Linked DNA regions of Mus musculus: region 1 is linked to region 2. A link is a contact called in public HiChIP or PLAC-seq data. All regions are on one chromosome and are shown on one strand. The core of a region is the stretch at or near the end of the contact, and the rest is flanking DNA. Distances in the headings are between cores, read along the strand shown.

Region 1 (5,237 bases), core at 2,243-4,742, 410 kb after region 2:
TGTGGGAGACGTTGAAGACCAAAGCATTGCGCACTCCTCTAGCCAGCACAGAGCAAGCTGTGCTGTAGGGAAAGAACAGCTGTACAACCCCTTTCCCTCCTTTTTCAATCAACTGCTCTTTGGATTTCTAACTTTGTGGTTCGCAGACTGAGTTAACATGAGGGACACAAAAAGGCTAATGATTGTTGTTTATAAACTGCTCCTGAGGTCACTCGGCTGCTTCTTTTGTTTTGCTCTAAAAACCTTTGATTTTACCTTTCTCCTGTTTCCTTGTTTGTAGCTTTGCTAACCCATTAATTTTTAACCTTTATTAAGATTGGAACAAATTACTGGGTCTTAACTGCATTCAGTATAAATAACACATAGCTAGTGTGTGTTTGTGAGCACACGTGCTTCTGTCTGTCTGTCTGTGCATGCCACACACAGGGGTCAACATGATGTAGCATAGCAGCCTTGATCTCTACATGGGAAATGCTCAGCCACAATCTCTAACATGATAACTGAAACAACCTGTTTTCTTCTACTCTGTATTGTTTGCTGTCTCCTTTTCTGTCTCCTGGTTCCTAGTTCCATCAGGCTGCCATCCACCGGACAGCAACAAGCCCCTTTGCTGTTCTGCTCTGGTCCTCAATGGCCTCCACTCTCAACACCAGTAGTGTTTTCACTACAGTTTACAAATGCAGGTACTAGACTGGCAAAACAGGTGACAGCAAACCAGATATTTTCCTTTCCTACCAATCCTTCTGTTAAGAGTTGAGTGGTTTCAAATGCACTTCTCCACTATAGGTCCTCAAAGGTTTGTCTTCAACGGTCAAGAACCAAGGTGCTTCTCTTCCTCTCGGTAGGGGTCTCAGCTTTCATTCTTTTCTTACTATTCTTCCAAGATGAACTGTGCTGTTGGTTGCTTAGCAGTGACTCTCAGCTTACTAGCTGTCATCTATACCCTGCTTCACACTGGGTCTTTCTAAACTGTTAGTGATTTGCTGGTTGGTGCTGGTAGAGTTTCCATTAGGGAGTGCCAGAGGGCAACTGCAAGGCTGAAGGAATACCTGCCTGGTGGCTTTGCTCCAATCCAGCTGGATGCAGAGGTTAGTTTATTCAACCTTGCAGGACCAAGCTCCTTGGGTGCCACTCCAGTGTCACTAGTCCCACCCACTGGTACCCTCCTCAAATCACTAGTACCCTCCCTTCTACCACCTCAGACACGACCACCGACCAGAAGGTACCCCCACTTCAGAGGCTCCACCTCCTTCCATTGCTCCCTAGGCTGAGGTGGGGACCTCTTCATGCTCTGTGTCTTGCATGACACATATGTGTCCTCTGGCAAGGCCAGTGAGTCCAGAATAGTTCAAATTAAGCAGTGACTATAGCTCATACACCAGATTCCAAAGACTTGACATGAAAGAAAAGGATGTAACATGCCTCTGCCATGAATGCTATATTGATTGCATATTTGAGATACACTAAAAAATAGAAACATTCCTAGAGATGTATTTATAATTTAGACAGTTACTAGGAAGTTAGCTATATAGGTAGGTAGGTGGCTCACTTTGATTCTGGTAAACAGAACTGCCTTAGGACTGGTAAATTTTGTTTCTTTTGTTTTGACTATTAATGTCTCATGAATAATCGTTACATCAAATTTCTCTGTAAAAATAATCAGTATGCTTTGTCTCCATAGATTCTACGGACCAGCTGTTTGTATTACTACATTCCCTAATTCCTCACAGGGAAACTCTCAGAGAACCCCAGGATTTCGGTCCTTCTGCTGGGACATCATCCAGCTTCCGGTCTGCAGAGGCAAAGCCTAGTACCCAGATCCTGTTTTCTTTACAAATTATCTATTCTTTCCATCTTAAAACTTCTACAATTTTCTTCTTATCCTCAGAATTTTTTTCTCTGTATTTTAAAAATTGTCACAATCTATGACTACGTGTGCATCTTTTCTCATCAATCCAGCCTAGAAAAATAAGAAGCCTTTCAATTTACAGGCTCCAGTCTGCCCTTGGCTTCAGAGAAAGCTGTCATTTAATTATCACCTCTCTTCCAACTCTTCCTTTGTCTTCTTCTGGAACTTAGGCTATCTTATCACACACAATATGCACATAAGAAATCAAGATACATCTTAAGCTGGTGGCATCTCATGATCAAGTGGCAACAAGTACCAATGTACAGATGGTGGCCTGTGAGCTACTGTGGAGACCTCCTGCAAGAAGCTGCTCCCGCTGAGGAGGGCTGTCCCCTTCTGTCTGTGACAAAGAGGCTTCTCCTTCTTTCCATCTGCTACTTCATCTGGGCCGAGACCCACCTCTGTACCACCCTCACTGAAAATACCTGAAGAGCCAAGAAACATGTCCTTGGGTGGCCAGCAGTGTGTGATCAGCCAACAGACCTGTAACTGAGAAAGTCTCCACATTCCATCTCCCCACACCACACCCACCTAAATAGTTGACAGAGATGGACCCCAAACATACTCTTAGGAGCATCCTTAAAACTGAGTCCACCTCTGTGTATTCTTATGCTACACCAAAAAAAAAATCCACTGGCTCACCCCACTCTCAGGCTTTTTGAAGAAATTGTTATTGGAAATGAGACAGGAAATGAAAGGGGGAAAAGAAAACAGTTCAACAATGAGCAACACTGGTGACAAACCTCCAATGGACCACGGACCCTTCCACTTTTAAAGGTCTTAATCATAGCGTTACATTTTAAGAGTGACTTAAAGAACTTTAGAATAAAGTTAATAAATTAAAAGCTAGAGTGCAGGTGGCAGATGTGGTGGCCCAAGCCCGTGATTCCAAAAGTGGAAGGCAGAGGCAGAAGCAAGAGGACAGGGAACTTGAGTATAGATAGCCTGAACTACATAATGAAACCCTGAATCAAACAAAATAAAACCACAATAAAGACTGGATGGGTTGATCTGGCAATGGGGGTGGACTAAATTGAAAACTAATGCTTATGAAAATAGTGTTTGTATATCATCTTTTCTTGATTGGCTACACTTTTCTAAAAAGAAACTTGTGCTCTAGCACAGGCCCCATGTATTACAGGCACTGTGAAGTCACTGTGTACACAAAGAACAAACTGTAGACCACAATCAAACAAAGGCAATGTTCCACAGGGACAGAGCAGCAGCGGGGTACATCATAAGGATGCAGGACAACCAAGTGAGGAAAGGAAAGACCTATATGGCTTTCAGACCATCAACGGAAAGCTGCAGGTCTAATGAAGCTGTGTAAGGAAACAGGACAATCCCTCTCCAGAGGAACACTGCGAAACTAATCCTGAATCCCCTTCAACAAAGGATAAGCAGCCTCTTAAGAATCAAATTTGTATCGTCGGGCACAGTGCAATCCCATGATTCACTAGTTAAACACGCGCCTCTAATCCACATCAGTCTCCTCTGAAGAAAGATGGCCTCAAATGCTTAACTCCGCACCCTCAGGAAACGTGAGAAGTGCTGACGAGGCCTATCCGGCCCTAAGCCAACTGTCCCATCTAGTAAAAGTCACCTTGGCACGCAGAGGAAGCACAGCGACAACTCCGGCACCCACTACTGCTCCACAGCAGTCAATTTTCAGGCTTCCCTGACACTATCCATCAGCCAACAAGTTGTTCCTTGGCAGATACTTTATTTCTAGTAGTCCCTCTGAAACCATGTTTAAAAAAAAATAAAGCAAATTCTAATAAAAATGAATTGATCTGAATGCCACACCAAGTCATATACTGGATTTTATTTTAATTTTCACCTTAAACATGAAAAGAGATGGTGAAAGTATGCAGATAAAAAGAAAGAAGTGGAATTGCTGACACCCTCTTGAGGATAACTCCAGTGCATTCCCTCACCAGGATTTCTCTTTCTCCACGACACTTAATATGTGATCGACATAAAAGAGCTGCACATTACTTAATATAAACATTTCTATGAATTTGGAAATAAGTAAACACCCATGAAGCCACGCTACCATCACGGCCATTAGCATCACTGTCATTTTCCAAAGCGTTCCAACCCTAATTATCTTAGATTTATTTAGTTTTAATTGTGTGCATGCGCCTATCTGTGGGTATGTGCATTTGAGGGCAGGTGCCTGTGGAGGGGTCGGATCCCCTGCAGCTGGAGTTACAGGCATTTGTGATCCAACTGACCTAAGTGCTGGGAACCAAGAGTGGGTCTTCTGCAGGAGCAGCATACCTTCTGATCACTGAGCCATCTCTCTAACTCCTCCATTATTATTATTAATACCAATGTTGCTGCGTGTAAAATTAACATATAGTTTAACCTCTTAACAAATCCTAGTTTACAACACAGTATTGTCAGATACAGGAATTATACTATATCCTCACTTGATATTTCTATCTCTGACTCAAAAGTTCAACTATAAATGTACTTCAAGAATTAAAAATTATTATACAGAATTCACATCAAAGACTTTATAAAAAAAGAAGTTGCCTGAATTATAGTACAAATCAAGTTTTGTTTTGTTTTTAAAGTCTAATGTGTAGATTACAGCACGCAGACAGGGAATCAACCTACAGGAGGCAGGCTTAACATTCAGGCTTTGCTCTGAGCTTCTCACAAAACATGATTTAAATGCACTCTAACAAAAGACGCCAGACCTCTGTGGTCCTTTCACCCCCTACTCTGTTCACTGTGTTCTCTGTAGCACGGGAGATTTTTTAAACTTGTAAGTCATACATATTATGTACATTTTTACATGTATAACACTGTCTACTAATATAATAGCTGCTACTTACAAAGAACCCTCTAATGCCACCCACATATTTTAACACGTTTACACACACAATTTCATTTATTTCTCATAAAAATCCCTCAGGGGAGCTGTACTCCCAATTCAGACCCAAAGAAAACAAAGATGGAAAGTTAAACAAATGGCTCAGAATTACACAGGCAAATAAGAGGCAGAACTCAAACTGAAGATTTATGACTCAAAACAAATGGCGGTCACTGTGTTGTGATCTTAACTGTATGAAACCCAATGCTCCAATAGGACACTCTAAGAGCATGTTCAGTTCTGAGTCCAAGTTTAGCTTCAGCTAGCTGTTCATGGCCATAACTAAAGCCTTCCATCTGCATGCATTTTCTCAGTGCATTGTCCTGTGGTCTGAACTTTAACTCTATCCTCATGCAACTGCAGAGGCAAGCACAGTGATTGACATCACATGGCAACAGGTGACAAATAATGTGTTCGCCTCCCTTTTTCATTCATAGATGCTTG
Region 2 (4,544 bases), core at 336-2,835:
TGTGTGTGTGTGGTGGTGGTGGTGGTGAGAGGTGAAGGACTTACTGCCTTAGCAATCTGTCTCCTGATCGAGCAGCTGAGACAGACAGTATGTCCTTTCTTACCTGTAAGAGTGGGGTGGGTCTGGTGACAGACAAAGGTTGGCAGGAGGGGGAGAAATGAGTTCATAATCTGCTTTCAGTGTCAGGTAGTGCGGAAGAAAGCCTACAACTGTCACCTATCTGTCATTACTGAAAACAATCTGTCCCTGTGGCCGTGAGGCATAAGTCAGCTGCACTGATGGGTCTGTCTGCCTCTGGAGTGTATGCTGGGTCCTCGGCACTCCCAGACCCAGGACCAGTAACTCAATGGTTATTTGTCAAACTCCGGAGGGATGCTCTACAGGAAATGTCATGGCGAGGGTTCTGTCCTTGGTGCTAGGCTGCTTCACATTTTTATCAACAATTTGAATGAAGACTCAGAATCACATTTATCAAAGTTGCAGGTGACAAATTCCAGGACTCGGGAAGGTCAAATGAGACAATGCAAGAGCAGTCATGTGATATTACAGTAAAGCTCAACCCACTGATGGGCATAACCCATTGTTTGAAGCAATCCATCAAAAAAAAAAAAAAAAAGTCCCTCCACCCCAAATTAAATATTATAAAAATAAGCTGAGATTCTAAATTTCAAGCATATATATGTGTGTGTATGTATATCATATATCTATACATATATCATATATCCATACATATATAGATAGATAAAAAAAATACCAGACTACAGATGGATCATGTAACCCAAAATGAAGGTGGGCAGGGCTACTCCTAATTCCTGATGCCTCTGAGCAGCAGCCCGCCATGCACATAAATTTGACCCTGGGATTTGCTACACTCACCCCCTGCATGTGATGACTACCCTGTCAGAGGTAGGGTCACCCCTAACTAATGAACAGGGAGAACCGAAAAAAGAGGAAGCCTTCCTAACCACTACCAGAGTTGGGGGTGTTCCCATCATCCCCTGCAAAGGCTCCCAACTTGCCAACCCCAACAGGGTGTTTGACTCAGACAAGACAGATAGGAAGTGAGTTGGCAAAGGCCTGCTACTTGATATTTTCTTAGCCGAAGATAAAAAGAGTTGGGAAGGAAAGGCTTGAAAATAGGTAAGCAGCCACCAAGGGCAGCTGTTTGTGCCCTCTAAGAAAGATCTCTTTATTTCCTGGATGTTTACAACCATCATACACACACACACACACACACACACACACACACACACACACACACACACATATATACACACACACACACACACACACATATATTTGTGTGTGTGTGTGTGTGTCTGTGTGTGTGTCTGTGTGTCTGTGTGTGTGTTTGATGTTTATAAAAGCTCAAAATTTTCTGGCTCAAGACAACAGGAAATCAGCCCAGTTTAGTGGTGTTTTCATGTTGGAAAGGAAGAACTAACAGCCCCACCCCCACCCCTGTACCCCCAAGGAGATACAGTAAGTGTGTGATCAAGCCCCAGCTCACTGGATGCCCACTCACCATCCACTGGGAAGTAAGGATGACTAATAGATTCATCACACTAGCACGCAGCTATCTCCACATGCAGATCCCCCTAGGAAACTGCTTCCCACTTCCTGTGTACACACTGTTTCCCGGGGGCCAGTGCCCTCTACCATCTGGCCACTCAAACACTCCTGTTAGTCAGGATTTAGCCATATGCTTATAATCCCAGAAACTCGGGAGGTTGAGACGGGAGGTTTACTGGGAGTTCAAGGACAGCCTGGGCTACATAGAAAAAATCCCATCTTAAAAATAAAAAAATAAAAGAATAAGCCAACAGAAAAAGATATTCCTCTTTTGAAGCTCAGAAAACACAGTGAGTATATTGTGGGGGGTGGGGGAGAGAGAGAGAGGGAGAGAGAGAGAGAGAGAGAGAGAGAGAGAGAGAGAGAGAGAGAGAAGAAAATCAAACATTATGTTGGGTCCAGCGAGAATTATAAATGTGTGTGTGAAGATGGTTGCTCTCAAGAAGTGTGCAATTAAGTAAATGGAAATACCCAAAATAAAGTCAATAAATTGCAATTTACCAGGAAACTCTTGGCAGGCTGACTTTGCAGAGAGTCTCTAAGTAAGCTACTGCTGCCACGGGGAAAAATAAATAAATAAAATAATAGGCCTGGACCCAGGAAATGGCTGGAATGTAAGAGCATTCAAACCCTTGGTTAGCCAGTTAAAGTCTTTTCCATGCCTGGCAGTATTTTAAAGTTTGCAAATATAAGTTTTAGGCGAAAATGCCATTCTTTCAAAACAATATGTGCTGGGGAAATTTTATTTGACAGTTGCAGAATTCATTTTCTATATTTGGCTGTGTGATATGCCTTACACTTTTACTCTGGCTCTCTTGAATGCACCAACACGGGCCCCCATCAAATTAAAACTAAGAGCGATTACATCACTGTAAATCCTAATGCAAATAAAATAGTATTTCACTGGATAATGACAGTCAGTAACATAAACACACTTTATACAAATTATTTAATGAGACCGTTTGTAAGTATTTGCCAAGAAAGGCCAGTCTTGCTTAAGTCCTGGAAGGAGGAATGGAAATGAGGAGGACTGAGTAAGGAGCTAACACTGAGAAGGCTGGGATCAACAAAACTAGCTCTCTTCACTTCCAACCAACACAGTCTGAGACTCAGTGTCAGCCCAGAGTCTCCATCCGATTTGACACGATGTACATGGTTGGCACACTGGATCCAGACCATTAAATGTCTCATGTTGAGTCTTCTCCTTTCCCCAGATGACCAGTTTCCCCTCTGAGGATGTCCAGTTACACATTAGTTAATGAGAAGCTTCCAAAAAGAAGTATAAGAAGGCAATGTAAGAAAAGAGGGAACTGTGGAGATCCGTACCTTTGTTAGGGTTTGGAGAGAGCTGTAGGTGGGACTCAGATGCCCACTTCTAGAGGCATAAGAGCCGTCTAGAGTTCCCCAGGAGAGCTGGGTGTGTCCACTGCTTTCCTTCTATTCTGACCACAAGCATTGCGATTATGTTACTTCCCTTCTCAGGGTCTCAAGCCCTACTCTTTGCCCCCTAGAAAGGAAAGCGTGTGCTACCAGATAAACCAGAGAAACCAATGATTTTTCCAAGGACCGAAGTGCAGCCACATCACACACAAAATACTGAGAACAGTTAAGCATGCACAAAACTGGTTACAGAGGCGTGAGTAGATAGGACCAGAAATCCTGTTGCTTCTGTGGACCTGTTGAAAGGGGAGTACCCCAAAACTCTGCCTGCACCCCTACCCCAGATCCTATCCCAGCTCCATTCCAGGAGGAAGCCCATAGGTCAGCCATGTTTAGTATCAACTAAGATGACCAGAAGTAATCTAGCAGATAGTAGATCCTTCATCCTCTCTTCAGCTGCATTGTAATTCTGCAGCTACAGGCGACCTCTGGGCTGAACTCTTGGAAGCCTGGCTCTAAAGAATTGTTTTGAACAGTGGTTGTGCTAATCGGGCACCCTGCTCTGAGCCCTTCACTTCTCACCTAAGACTGATCAATCATCTTCCACGGAGGCACAGGGGACTCGAAAAGTTTGGTATTTTTCTTCTCTGAACTCCACTCAAAGCAAATGACATGCTCTCTCCAGTTCCTACGCTGAGCCCTCAGAATGAACACACACAGAATCAGAATCTCACCGGCAGCCCTTTTTTTTATCTCCTGCAGAGAATAGGGACCACAGAATGGAACCCTTCCTGTAGAATGCTGAGCACATGACAGGGAACAAACACTGTTTTAATACCTACTAGGCACCAAGCTCTCCTTGGCATATTAATTCAAGTGCCTTCACTATACCAGTGTGAAGCAAGAGCACAGAGGGGGTGTAGCTCCTGAGCTCCTTGAATGGGAACTGGCCTGCCTAAAAGGCATTTTAGCAATAAAAAAATGTTCTTTAACACTCTAGAACAAGCCAGACCTATCCTGTCACTTTGACTATGCAGACTTGCTTCTACTGTTTAGTGGTGGTTCCAATGATTTGCAACCCAGCCCTACCAATAGCAGCTTGAGGAGTTTCCCCCTTAGGGTCCACCATTTAGTTAAAGCTGGATCATGGACTCCCTGTAGAAGGGAATTTTAGGACAGGCCAGAGTGAAACAAAGTTGAGTAGCTTTATTAAGGTAAGTGTGAAGGTTAGAGAATGAGGGAGATGCTTAAGAAAAGGAGGGTACCTGGAGAGGAAAGGGCTGATTTGGCTCACACTTGCACATCACTGTTAGCATCAAAGGAAGTCAGCACAGAAACTCAAGCAGGGAGGAACCTGAAGGCAAGAGTGGATGGAGACTCCATGCCTCCATTAGCTGCTGCTGACAGGCTTGCTCAGCCTGCTTTCTTATAGAACCCAGGGCAACCAGCCCAGGCAGGGGTGGCCCTACCCACAACAGAATGGGTCGTCTTCCATCAATCACAATTATGCTAAGTAAGAAAACGTAGGCCTGCCTGCAGCCTGATCTTATGAATCTTGTGTGTGTGTGTGTGTGTGTGTGTGTGTGTGTGTG

The links. HiChIP or PLAC-seq counts read pairs in DNA pulled down with a chosen protein or histone mark.
Region 1: a contact with region 2 is called in a FOXA1 HiChIP or PLAC-seq map of pancreatic cancer cells. The contact joins two enhancer-like sites.

Annotation. Positions count from the first base shown.
Region 1 is chr6:32,977,974-32,983,210 of GRCm38.p6, forward strand. All of the region lies in intron 3 of Chchd3 (coiled-coil-helix-coiled-coil-helix domain containing 3), which reads right to left. Among named protein-coding and RNA genes, the nearest start is that of Chchd3, 80 kb to the right of the region's middle. Within about 2 kb of position 3,493, at least 17 of the 459 cell types and tissues checked have an H3K27ac peak or open chromatin away from gene starts, as enhancers often do. A contact at or near this core is called in pancreatic cancer cells, where this site is marked.
Region 2 is chr6:32,569,111-32,573,654 of GRCm38.p6, forward strand. The region is part of intron 1 of Plxna4 (plexin A4); the gene reads right to left. Among named protein-coding and RNA genes, the nearest start is that of Plxna4, 17 kb to the right of the region's middle. Within about 2 kb of position 1,586, at least 15 of the 459 cell types and tissues checked have an H3K27ac peak or open chromatin away from gene starts, as enhancers often do. A contact at or near this core is called in pancreatic cancer cells, where this site is marked.